Linked DNA regions of Mus musculus: region 2 is linked to region 1. Evidence: chromatin contacts called from public Hi-C data. All regions are on one chromosome and are shown on one strand. Each heading gives the region's core, a stretch centred on a gene start, on an enhancer-like site or on the middle of the called end of the contact. The rest is flanking DNA. Distances are from core to core; before and after follow the strand shown.

The links. Hi-C and Micro-C count contacts between places; a contact is called where the count stands out from the background.
Region 2: a Hi-C map of the N1E-115 cell line shows a contact between it and region 1, with 4 times the contacts expected there. The contact joins two enhancer-like sites. A contact is called at or near these places in 2 of 15 datasets of contacts at CTCF or cohesin (the NIH/3T3 cell line and embryonic stem cells), 11 of 484 Hi-C or Micro-C datasets (the N1E-115 cell line, bone marrow-derived macrophages, embryonic fibroblasts and 6 more), 12 of 115 datasets of contacts at active chromatin or transcription factors (T-cell acute lymphoblastic leukemia, embryonic basal ganglia, embryonic fibroblasts and 8 more) and 3 of 9 other capture datasets (adipose tissue, liver and pancreatic islet).

The regions. Positions count from the first base shown.
Region 1 is chr14:63,920,886-63,925,832 of GRCm38.p6, reverse strand. No RefSeq gene overlaps it. Among named protein-coding and RNA genes, the nearest start is that of Sox7, 20 kb to the left of the region's middle. Within about 2 kb of position 3,267, at least 36 of the 459 cell types and tissues checked have an H3K27ac peak or open chromatin away from gene starts, as enhancers often do. A contact at or near this core is called in the N1E-115 cell line, where this site is marked.
Region 2 is chr14:64,044,287-64,049,596 of GRCm38.p6, reverse strand. No RefSeq gene overlaps it. Among named protein-coding and RNA genes, the nearest start is that of Prss55, 38 kb to the left of the region's middle. Within about 2 kb of position 3,161, at least 26 of the 459 cell types and tissues checked have an H3K27ac peak or open chromatin away from gene starts, as enhancers often do. A contact at or near this core is called in the N1E-115 cell line, where this site is marked.

The sequences.
Region 1 (4,947 bases), core at 2,018-4,517:
CTGCCCCAGGGCCTGCTCACAGGTTGCCACCTCCAGTGGCCAGCCCTAAGCCTTCCTGGGACTCAGCTGGCTTCAGGATGACCTGACCACGCCCTTCAGTGTCTCATCCGAGCTCGTCAGGCCTGCACATCATCAGGGCTTGAGAGCTTGAGAGCCCTGATAATGGCCTACATCAGAACTCTCGTTCCAGGCCGTGTGTGCTGAGAGGATGGCTGCCACCTTGCCTGTGATTGGGCTCCCATGAGGAGCATCTACTTTTAAAGACGGTTTCTTTAGAGTATGTCTAGGGACACAGAAAGTTTAAGAAGAAGGTAGGGATTGCCCATGTGTCCCTGACCCCCATTCATCCAGGTGCTCCTAGTACCACTCCCTATACCCCCATACCAGGGCCAGGTGGTAGCTACGGTAAGTGGACATCTCCCAGAGTCCACAGTGGATGTGGAATCCTTTCAGGAGCTTACTCAGTCTTGCTTTGGACAGTGTGTTCTGTGTCCTTGTCCTTGTCATAGTAAGCACTGGCTTTGTATGTTCTCTTTTGGCCCACTGGAGGCAGAGAGTACCAGCTTCCAGTATCAGTGGTTGGGTATTTTGCTAGGTCCTACTTACCCTTAATCCCTCTGCCACCAAGTGAAGAAAGGAGACTTGGAAGAAAGGCCTTGAGGAGTCATATGAGGGTCTAGTGGTCGGGTGGGTCACAAGGAAGGTCCTTCAGGAGGGGTGGGTCTCATATATACTGTGTAATAAGTTACATGTCTATTGCTGTGATAAAACACCATGACCAAAGGCAACCTACATATGAAAGCATTTGTTTTGGCTTATGGCTGTAGAGGGATAGAAGTTCATCATAGTAGGAGAGGCATGGCACCAGGAATAGGAAGCTGAGAGGTTACACCTAAACTGCAAACAGGAAGCTGAGAGGGCAAACTGGAGGTGGGGTGAGGCTGTAAACTCTCAATGTCCACCCCCAGTAATATGCCTCCTCTAGCAAGGCTCTGTGACCTAAAGGTTTCATCATCTTCCCAAACAGCACTACCAAGTGTGCTCAAATACAGGAGCATTTCTAAGGGGGAACATTTCTCATTCAAACCACCATAGTCAATTCCCTGGGGCCCCATAGGCTCATGGCCATATCGATGCAAGACATTTAGTCCATCTTCAAAAGTCCCCACAGTTTTTCACAGTCTCAACATGGTTTAAAAGTCCAGAGGCTCTTTTGAGATTCAGGGCAATCTCTTAGCTGCGAGCCCCTGTAAAAGAAAAACAAATGACATATTTCCAACATACGGTGCACAACACACTCTCTTATCCCAAAGGGGAACAGAAAAAGCAGAATGAGGGAACGGTGGACAGGAGTCCATCAAGGAGGACCCCAAATCTTGCAGCACCTTGCCCATTGTCTGTGACTTGAATTCCAAAGGGTTTTTTAATGGCTTTGCACCCCCAGCTTTGCTGCATGTAACATCCATTAATTTGGGGCTGGTTCTACTTCCTGTATACATCTCTCTCTATGGCAGATGTCTCTGGCATCTCTAACATCTCCCAAACCTCAGACTTCACTTTTATAGCTTCACACAGTGGTCTCTCTGGACCTCCATGCTGTGACTCCGAGCCAGAACTATGGAGCCATGGCACTGGGGAGCATGTCCCAGAGATTTGAGAGTGGGAAGGAAGCCCGGATGCATGTGGGTAGTGCCCACAGGCAGAGGGTGCTAAGCCGTGAGCTTCAGGACAGGCCTGCTTCATGCATATTGGTGGACAGGGGAGAGCAGCTGAAAACTCCACGCCAGAGTTGCTGTCTGTGGGTGCATGTGGTTCCCATGGCAACAGCAGGTCCAGAAGGCAGCCAGGGAAGATGAGCTAGAGCTCCCTGATTACGCCTAGGATTTGAGGGCGCTGGAAAAAGCCCCCTGTAGAGATAGGGTTAAAGCTTGATATCACTGGGTTCCTGGACTAGGAACTGTCCAGGATGCAGCAGAAATGCAGGTCAGGAGCATCTCTACAGAGGGGGAGGGGAGAACAGCACGGAATACCCCCCAAACATTTAGGGTGTGTGGAGCCCTCTCCTGCCAGGTGGAGGGCAAGAAGAGCCACGGAGTGGAGAGGAGACTGGAGAGGACATTGTAGGATGGCTGGAGGAATGGAGGTGAGAGTAGAAACATTTGTCACACTCTTCATCCATGAGCCTCCAGACTAACCACCACCCGACATTTTAACTGACATTTTGACCATTCAATGGTTGACTTGGTCCCTTCCAGGCTAAAGGGTTCTCTCTGGCACTGGATGGAGTAGGTTGTCTCCCAGCTCCTTCCATCCTTGTCTCCGCAGCAGACCTGCTATGGCAGAGCCACTGGAGGGTAGCTGGGCTCTGGCATTCACATGGACTCCAGGGTGGGCAAAACTCATGCCTATTGCAAAATGTGTGAGGAGCACAGAGAATGAGCATCAGTTCATCAGCTAGAAATGCTGTTGATAGAGAGATTTTAGTACAAACTCACCCCAGGTTCAGGTCAGGCTGGCAAAGACCTTCTGAAAGCTTCCAGTCCAACTGGGGCACAGACCAGGATGCTCTCAGGATGAAACACTGCTTGAATGGAGGGGAGGGGGCTTGAGCCTGGGCTCGTGCGATGGGATTATCTCAGGATCTACTGGTCTGCTCTAAAGGACACACTGGGAATGTGGGGAGATCTTCATGGGTCAGCTCTTCTACCGTGAGCAGCCTGAAGCCTAAAGTTGGTGATCAAGACATGTTTTTACAATAACTGTTTTTTGGCATCTACGTTCACTTTCCCAAGGGAATCCAGTGTGGAAAATTCCAGATGTAATTAGCTACCAAGTCCTTTCCTCGGTAAAAGAACTCACTGCAGGCTTCCTTACATGGTTACTCCTTACATGAAAATTCAACTCAGGTTCTCAGTCCATTCACTAGCCAGTCCCTAACTACAGGATCACCTCTACATGAACTCTGGAGTGGCTCGCTTTCTCTGTTCCCTTCTTTACACAATGTCTCTGTCTGCCTTTTTCTCCTTTTGCTGGATCCAGAAGGGCTTGTTCGAGTCATTTTAATATATTCAGTCTTTCCTAAATAGACTACTTGTATGCAAGGTTAGTCACCTCCTTTATTAGGACACGGTACTAATTTGCTCATGAATAATGGTACACCATAAAAGCACGCACCGGGCACCCGATCTGACCTCTTCCACTCCATGCCAGCACAACAGGCTCTAAACTGCAGCGGCTGCAGAAGCTGAGAGAGATAAACAGGGTGGCGGGTGGGGAGGAAGTTCTTACTCAAATCTAAATACAGCCGCTGCTTGCTGATCCAAGAGCTGAGATCACTGGGAGAGATTGCAAGGGAACTTTTCTGGTGCTGATTCTTCTGAGCAAACAGGTCTCGGCCTGCTCCTGCCACTCAGGGGACAGGTGAAGAAGAGAGAAACAGAGGCATGGCCTGTGCAAGGAAGCAAATGCTGGTTTGGGTTTTATCTTCCAAAAGCATCAATATTTACTGCAAAGTAGAAGGTTCTTTTAACCAGTCTTCAACACAGGTTGTAAGAAGCTGACTTAGTCAAGTTCCCAACAACTGCAGGGGCCAAGGTGGAAAAGGAGGCCCCTTTGGGGATTTCCAATTCACCCAAGGGTATGTTCTCATGGACAGGTAAAACCAATGTGGGTTAGCTGTGGAGTCTGCCAGCTGCTTCCTATGTGCAGGTAAGTAACCCAGCAATGGGACAATGCAAGCCAAGGGCCTACAAGGCAGGTAAAGCTGGAATTGAGAGTTAGGTTGGGCCCAGGATGGTATAGAGATGGATGGTGCTGGGGCATCATGGGGCTTTAGGGCAGCATAAATCTCCAGCCATCACAAAAGGCTCTTCTGCAAAGGGGAGAGGAATGACGGTTACCTCACAGGGCCAAATGACAATTTAACAAGTTGATTTATTTAAAGTGCTTGGAATAGGGCCCAGCACAAAGACTGTGCTTAATGATAATTGTCTATTAAAATCCACAGAAAAAGGTTGTTGCAAGACAACATGGGGGCAGCTTGTCAGAGGGCTGCTCTTTTTTCTGGGAACTTTTCCTCTAATGAGGCTGCTGAGGAGAGCAATGAAGGATGCAGGATTGCTGCATTCTCATCCAGTGTTGTAACTCAGGCAAAGGGGAGACTTGTGTGCTAATGATTTTATAAGTATCCAGACTATCACATGCAGTTCCCTGTGTGCTTATCTTATTATTCCAACTTCCCCTCTGACCCATGGAACAGTCTCAGAGGGAGACCAGTGGGAAAACATGAAAACGGAGCCTTCTGGAGAAAGTGTTCTGTCTTTTTCAAAGCCAATGATCGTACACCACTCTTAGCTAATTAAGTACATGCCTTCCCCCGCCACCCCCACCTACCTATTTAAGACCATTGAGTGGTAGTTACTAGGTATAGCAACTTGCTTGATCTTCAGCACTACAAAATACACAAAGATCACCCAGGAGCCCACTAAAACTACAGTCATACTCTATATCTCTCTATAGAGGGTGACTTGAAGCCACCTGCATGTGGCTGCTGGGGATTCATCTCCCCAGTTAGTCTAGATGGACCTCACATGTTCCTGATCATGCAAACAAGCCTATTCTTTTCTCCTCTCCCTACTTCCCTTTCCTACACCAGGAATGGAGCCAGGCAAGCTCTCTGTCACTGAACTCCAGCCCTTGCCTCAGTTTACTAATCTAGGGATTTACTAAGTTCAATAGAACAGGGGCTGGAAGATGGCTCATCTCTTAAGAACACTTACTATTCTTGGTGAGAACCCACTTTGGGTTCCTTCCCAGCATCCCGTAACCATACATAACTCCAGTTCCAGAGGATATGATGCCCTCTTCTGACTTCCTTGGGTACCAGACACACAGAGTACACACACACATGTAGGCCAAACACCCATACACATAAACATAAATAAATCG
Region 2 (5,310 bases), core at 1,912-4,411, 120 kb before region 1:
TGGTGTCCACAAACCCTTCACTTCTCGGACACAAAACTCCCGGTTTCTGAAGACCACTGTGTGTGGCTTGTGCAGAAACCTCTGTTTTGGTTGAAGATGCTTGGTGTCTTAACCTGTTCCACTTTCCCCTGTTGACAAGGCTCCAGGCAAAGTAGCTGCCCTGGGAACTGCAATGCAAGCAACAGAGCAGTAGAGGGCACTGCTTACCTAAACACAACTCATGAACCCAGCAGGAACTAGAATTCTGATCCCTAAGGGTGATCAATCATCCAAACTGTCCTCAGGGCTCCTCCAAGCCCTGTCCAAATCAGGCCACTGAACAAGAAAGCTCTTGGATCACAAAGAGCTTCCTTGCCTTGCCCAGGAACTCAGAACTCAAACCTGGTGAGCCGTCCTCTGCGGAGAACCGTTCACACCAGCCTGTGGCCATTGTGTGGTGTTTCCTCCTGTTCTTCTTGTTCTGTTCCACTGACTTTGAACCTTGCCTTCACATCTCAGGAGATCAAATTACTTCCTTCACGATGCCTCCCCTTTAGTATTCTCATTTACCGGGCAGTCACTGCCGTGTTGTTGTCTTTGGGGTGGAGGACAGGGTAGCGTAGGGATAGTAGTACAAACTGCACCCACTTTAAACCTTGGCAGAGTAAGATTAATATTGCTTCAGAGACAAGGAGAAAGATGGGTCTCGGAGTCACTCTCACTAGGCAGCGCTTCTTGGAAAATGACCCTGACAAACAGACAGACAGACACACACACACACAGACACACACACACACAGACAGACAGACACACACACACACACACACACAGACACACACACACACACACACACACACAGACACACACACACACACACACACACACACACAGACACACACACACACACACAGACACACACACACACAGACACACACACACACACACACAATACCATTGCCTCAGGGGCAGCCAGGCCTTTGTGGGTACAGTCACAGCCTGGGTTGAGTTTTTGGCCTTGGTGTGCACACCTTTCATCCCAGCACTTGGGAGGCAGAGGCAGGTGGGTCTGAGTTTAAGGCTGGCCTGGTTCCCAGGCTAACCAGCGCTATAGAGTGAGACGGTGCCACAATAAGTAAACACACAAAAAGTCAAAACAAACAATGCAGGTCCTGCTCCAGTGGGAAATGCTCATCATGGAGGGAACCCCATGGGAACTTGGGAACTCTGTATACCTCAACTTTCTTGTGAGCCTAAAACCACCTCCGATGATAAAGCCTTTATCAACATATGCTAATTGTGATTTATTTATTCTTTCCAAATGAACGTTGACTTCCAGACCTATGGGCTCACGATCTCACCTTGTTTTCCTGAAAGACCTCCAAACTGTTGAGGAACCACCAAGCCCAGCTCTCCCCATCTGCAGATCCCAGGATGCTTGTGAGTTTAGGCTCACAACTCTGTCAGCGTTCCACTCGGAGCATAGATGTCACGAGGTTGAGATAGCACTGATGTGCCCTAGTGTCCTAGGTGTCCTAGCGGCACATGGAGTGTGTGTGCATTCAACGTTCCACGGTAACCAGAATGCAGAAGCAAGGGGCTTTGAAATTCTTTGGGGCAGTGACTTCCTGCTCTGATGTGAGGAGACCCTTCTGCATCTATCTTGTCTCCAATCCTAGAGTTTCTGTCTTCTTAAGGGCTTGAGTCTTGTTAGCTCACAAGTGTCATGAACTTTTTTTGTTTCTAGAAATTTCTAGACTCTGGGTACATAAAATTGGTGAAAATTATGCTATTTTCTCTAAATTCCTACTTGACTGGGGTAAGGTAAGGTGATATTTCAGAAATTATGATACACAGAGGATAGTGTGATTTTCTTCACAAAAATCCACATTTCTGATTTCCCCCAGGCAGATGAAAGGTGGGTGGTCTCAGACTCAGGGCTCAGAGATTTCCAGGACAAGACCTGACCAAGAAGCTGTAATATCTGATGTTGCCAGCAGGGGGCGAGGGAGATACACCACCTGTAAATGAAGCACTAACCTAGCTGCTGGTGTTTTGTTTTGTTTTTGTGGGTTTTTGTTTGTTTTGCTTTTTGTGTTTTTGTCTGTTTTGCTTTGTTTTGTTTTGTTTTTCAGGGTAATAGAACAGCTGGGAGGCTTCTCCTGTACCCATAAGCCCTGATGATGGGTGCTACCCGAAGAAGCAGAAAAGAGCTTGAGACCCAAACTTTGAGAGGGGCTGCCCCAGACCTCTTGAGGTCTCTCTCACTCTCCTGGTGGATGAGACAAAATAAAACACAGATTGCCTGATTACTCTTGCATTTCAGTGTAGCATTTAAGTGTTTGAGCTAAACATTACATGACTATATCTGTTTTGTTTCATTTATTTGAGATCAGCTCAGTATTAGCCGAGGATGACCCTGACCCTCTGGTCTGCACCTCCAGTACTCTGGTGTTTGCCACCATATCATAGGGATAAGACATTTTTAAAGCTCTTATTCACTGATTTAAATATTCAAATTTAATTAGGTGTCTAATAGTTTAATTTGTTGCATCAGCACCACCCACCTTCCTTAGTGCCCAAGAGTATTCTAGGCTAGTGCAGACCCAAAACAAATTGCTCCCACTTCCTGCTAGACCTTGTTCCCCAATCCCTGGGTAGAAGCTGTCATATTGAGTCTAAACCATTCACTTCAGAAAACGGTTCAGGAACTACAGATGGCACCGTTCCTCCCAACCACCAGCCTAATGTCCATTAAGAGCAGTCCCTGAAGCGTTTTTCTTTTCCCTGCCTTCCTTGACTTTCTCCATAGCACCAGCCTATGCTTCACCGTCATGGACCAGAGATTTCAGTTCCCGTGGGACATCGCAGTGAGGGCAGAGACCCAGCAGTGCCACACGTGCCTCCTGAGGTCACCAGGACTAGAGTCTGTTCTTCTTTATTCTCTCCTTTAACAACCCTGAAGAGAGCAGGGTCAGCCAAATGTTGCCCTAGTGGACCAGTTTGTCCGGGCTCTGGGATGGGCCTGAGGGGCCGATTGTGTGGCGGGACACCTGGCATCCACCACCCAGGCGACAGCCTCAGTGGTGGCCATGCTTTCCTGTGCAGCCACCACAGTGTGTGGAATGCTGATAAGGGAACAATGTAGCAGAGGAAAAGTGGCAGCACTTGGACAATGAGCAGCGGGCGGCAGCAGGGGCTCTCCCAGGCTGTGGCTCAAGGACTGAGTCCCAGAATCAGAGCCGACTACCCTGTGTGGGACAATGAGCTGAGCGGCTGGCGGCGGGGCGGGCGGCGGCGGCGGGGGCGGTGGGGGGCTCTCCCAGGCTGTCGCTCAAGAATCAACAGAGACTACTCTCTGGGTATTGTAAGCTCTATTCCCCAGGGGAGCTGCTCCATCCAGGAGCTTCCCCTGCCAGTCAGCCTACAAGCCTCTTTTCTTTTCACCGTGGAGCAGACAGAGCTACGAATCCAAGAAGGGCTCTTGCAACCGTCCCATGCTGGATGGCAAGAGCTTCCAGGAGAGCCCAGAGCAAGCTTCTCCAGTTCTTTCCCGTGTTCCCCAGTAGTTAGGGCATGAACTGAAGACAAGAATCAGCACAGAGCGTTCAGTTATAACTTTGAACATAAATGGGCTAAATTCCCAACCAAAAGACACAGACTAGGGCCACTGAGATAGCTCAGTAGGTAAAAGCACTTGTGCCAGCTTGACTACCTGCATTCAAAAGACAGTGGTGGAAGGAATTGACCAACTCCTGAGTATTCTTCTCTGGATTCCAGACCCAGGCATTGTCACATGCATGAACACACACATATGCACATGCACAGAATTATTTTAAAAATATAAGCAAGTAAGATGGATTTGAGAAACAAAAACCATATATTTGGTTTTGTTTGTTTGTTTGTTTGTTTGTTTTGTGAGACAGGGTTTCTCTGTGTAGCCCTGGCTGTCCTGGAACTCACTCTGTAGACCAGGCTAGCCTCAAACTCAGAAATTCGCCTGCCTCTGCCTCCCGAGTGCTGGGATTAAAGGTGTGCACCACCTCGCCCAGCCCCAACCATATATTTGTTATCTTCAAAAAACATATGACACCATCAAAGTCAAATTCAGCCATAAAAAAGGCTTTTCACCCCACTCTGGAAGTTAGACTGAAACAAATAAGATCTTAGGTAGGCCTGATAGTCACTTAGACAGGCTAGCCCTTGGGGGCTTTAGGGAAACCACACACCCTGAGACTTGTGCCCAATAAGACACCAAGCTGCCTCATGGTTAAATGATGCACACATATCACCCCATTTGTTTCCCGGAGGTTTAGCTACCTTGCAGCCAAGACATACTTTTTATAACAGGAGAACTGTCGTTGGCAGTGCACAGAACACAAGGGTGGTGGATATAAAATCACTCCCTGTGGGATACAGCCACTGTAGACCCAGTCCCTGGTGCAGGAGAAGCCTTGTATGTCTGCTGTCCCTTCCTGGTCACAGCTCAGAGCATGGTTTACGACCTGCCTGGCCCTTCATTGGTGAGCCTGCCTTCTGTGGATCAGGGCTTAGAGCAGTTTGCAAAAGGTGAACAGCATTCTAATGAAGAAGTAAAAGTAAAGAAGAGAGTGACGGAAGCAGCAAAGGAAGGCACAACGGAGCCAGGGATGTTGTGTGCTGAGGTTCTGTGTGCACCGTGAGGTCTGGTGCCCAGGACCCATACCAAGAGGAAAGCACCAGCTGCCACAGGGTCTGAGGCTGCAGCTGGAGGGTCTCAGTGTCCACAGCCAGCAGTTCCAGGCCTGGCTTTCACTGCAAAACCAGAGTATAGATAGAGGCCTGTCAGCAGATGCCAAGAAGGACCACTGAACCTGGTTCAAGGACACAGCCTTGTGTATCTGGGCCTCAGGAAGGACAGGTTTTAGCGTGTTAGAGAGATGGGAGGTTTGTGCCCCTACAACTCTCAGCCTACCCTGATTCTGTTGGCTCCTGGTGAGGTGCCAGGGAGCAAGGAGTGGGAAGTGTTCCTCTGGGGACATATAGGAGGTCTCAGTGTGTGGCCTTAGTTCCCTGTGCTTCTATGCCATGCTATGAAGTATGGTGGAATGCTACCCTCTTGTAGGAGACAAGCAAGATGTCAGAAGGCCACTTTCTTCCCTCTATCCTGATAGTCTCCTAGGAGATCAAGGTCTGTCTTACTTAACATAGAGTATTCTGGGTCACAAGCAGGCTACTCGACTATCACTAGGCTCTTCCAGTTCCTCAGTCTGTGTTGTAGCTGAAAGCCATTTGGACTAAGAAGGGCATTAGCCGGACCTTTGCTGGCAAGAATCAAGGAGTGGCGGCTCTTGA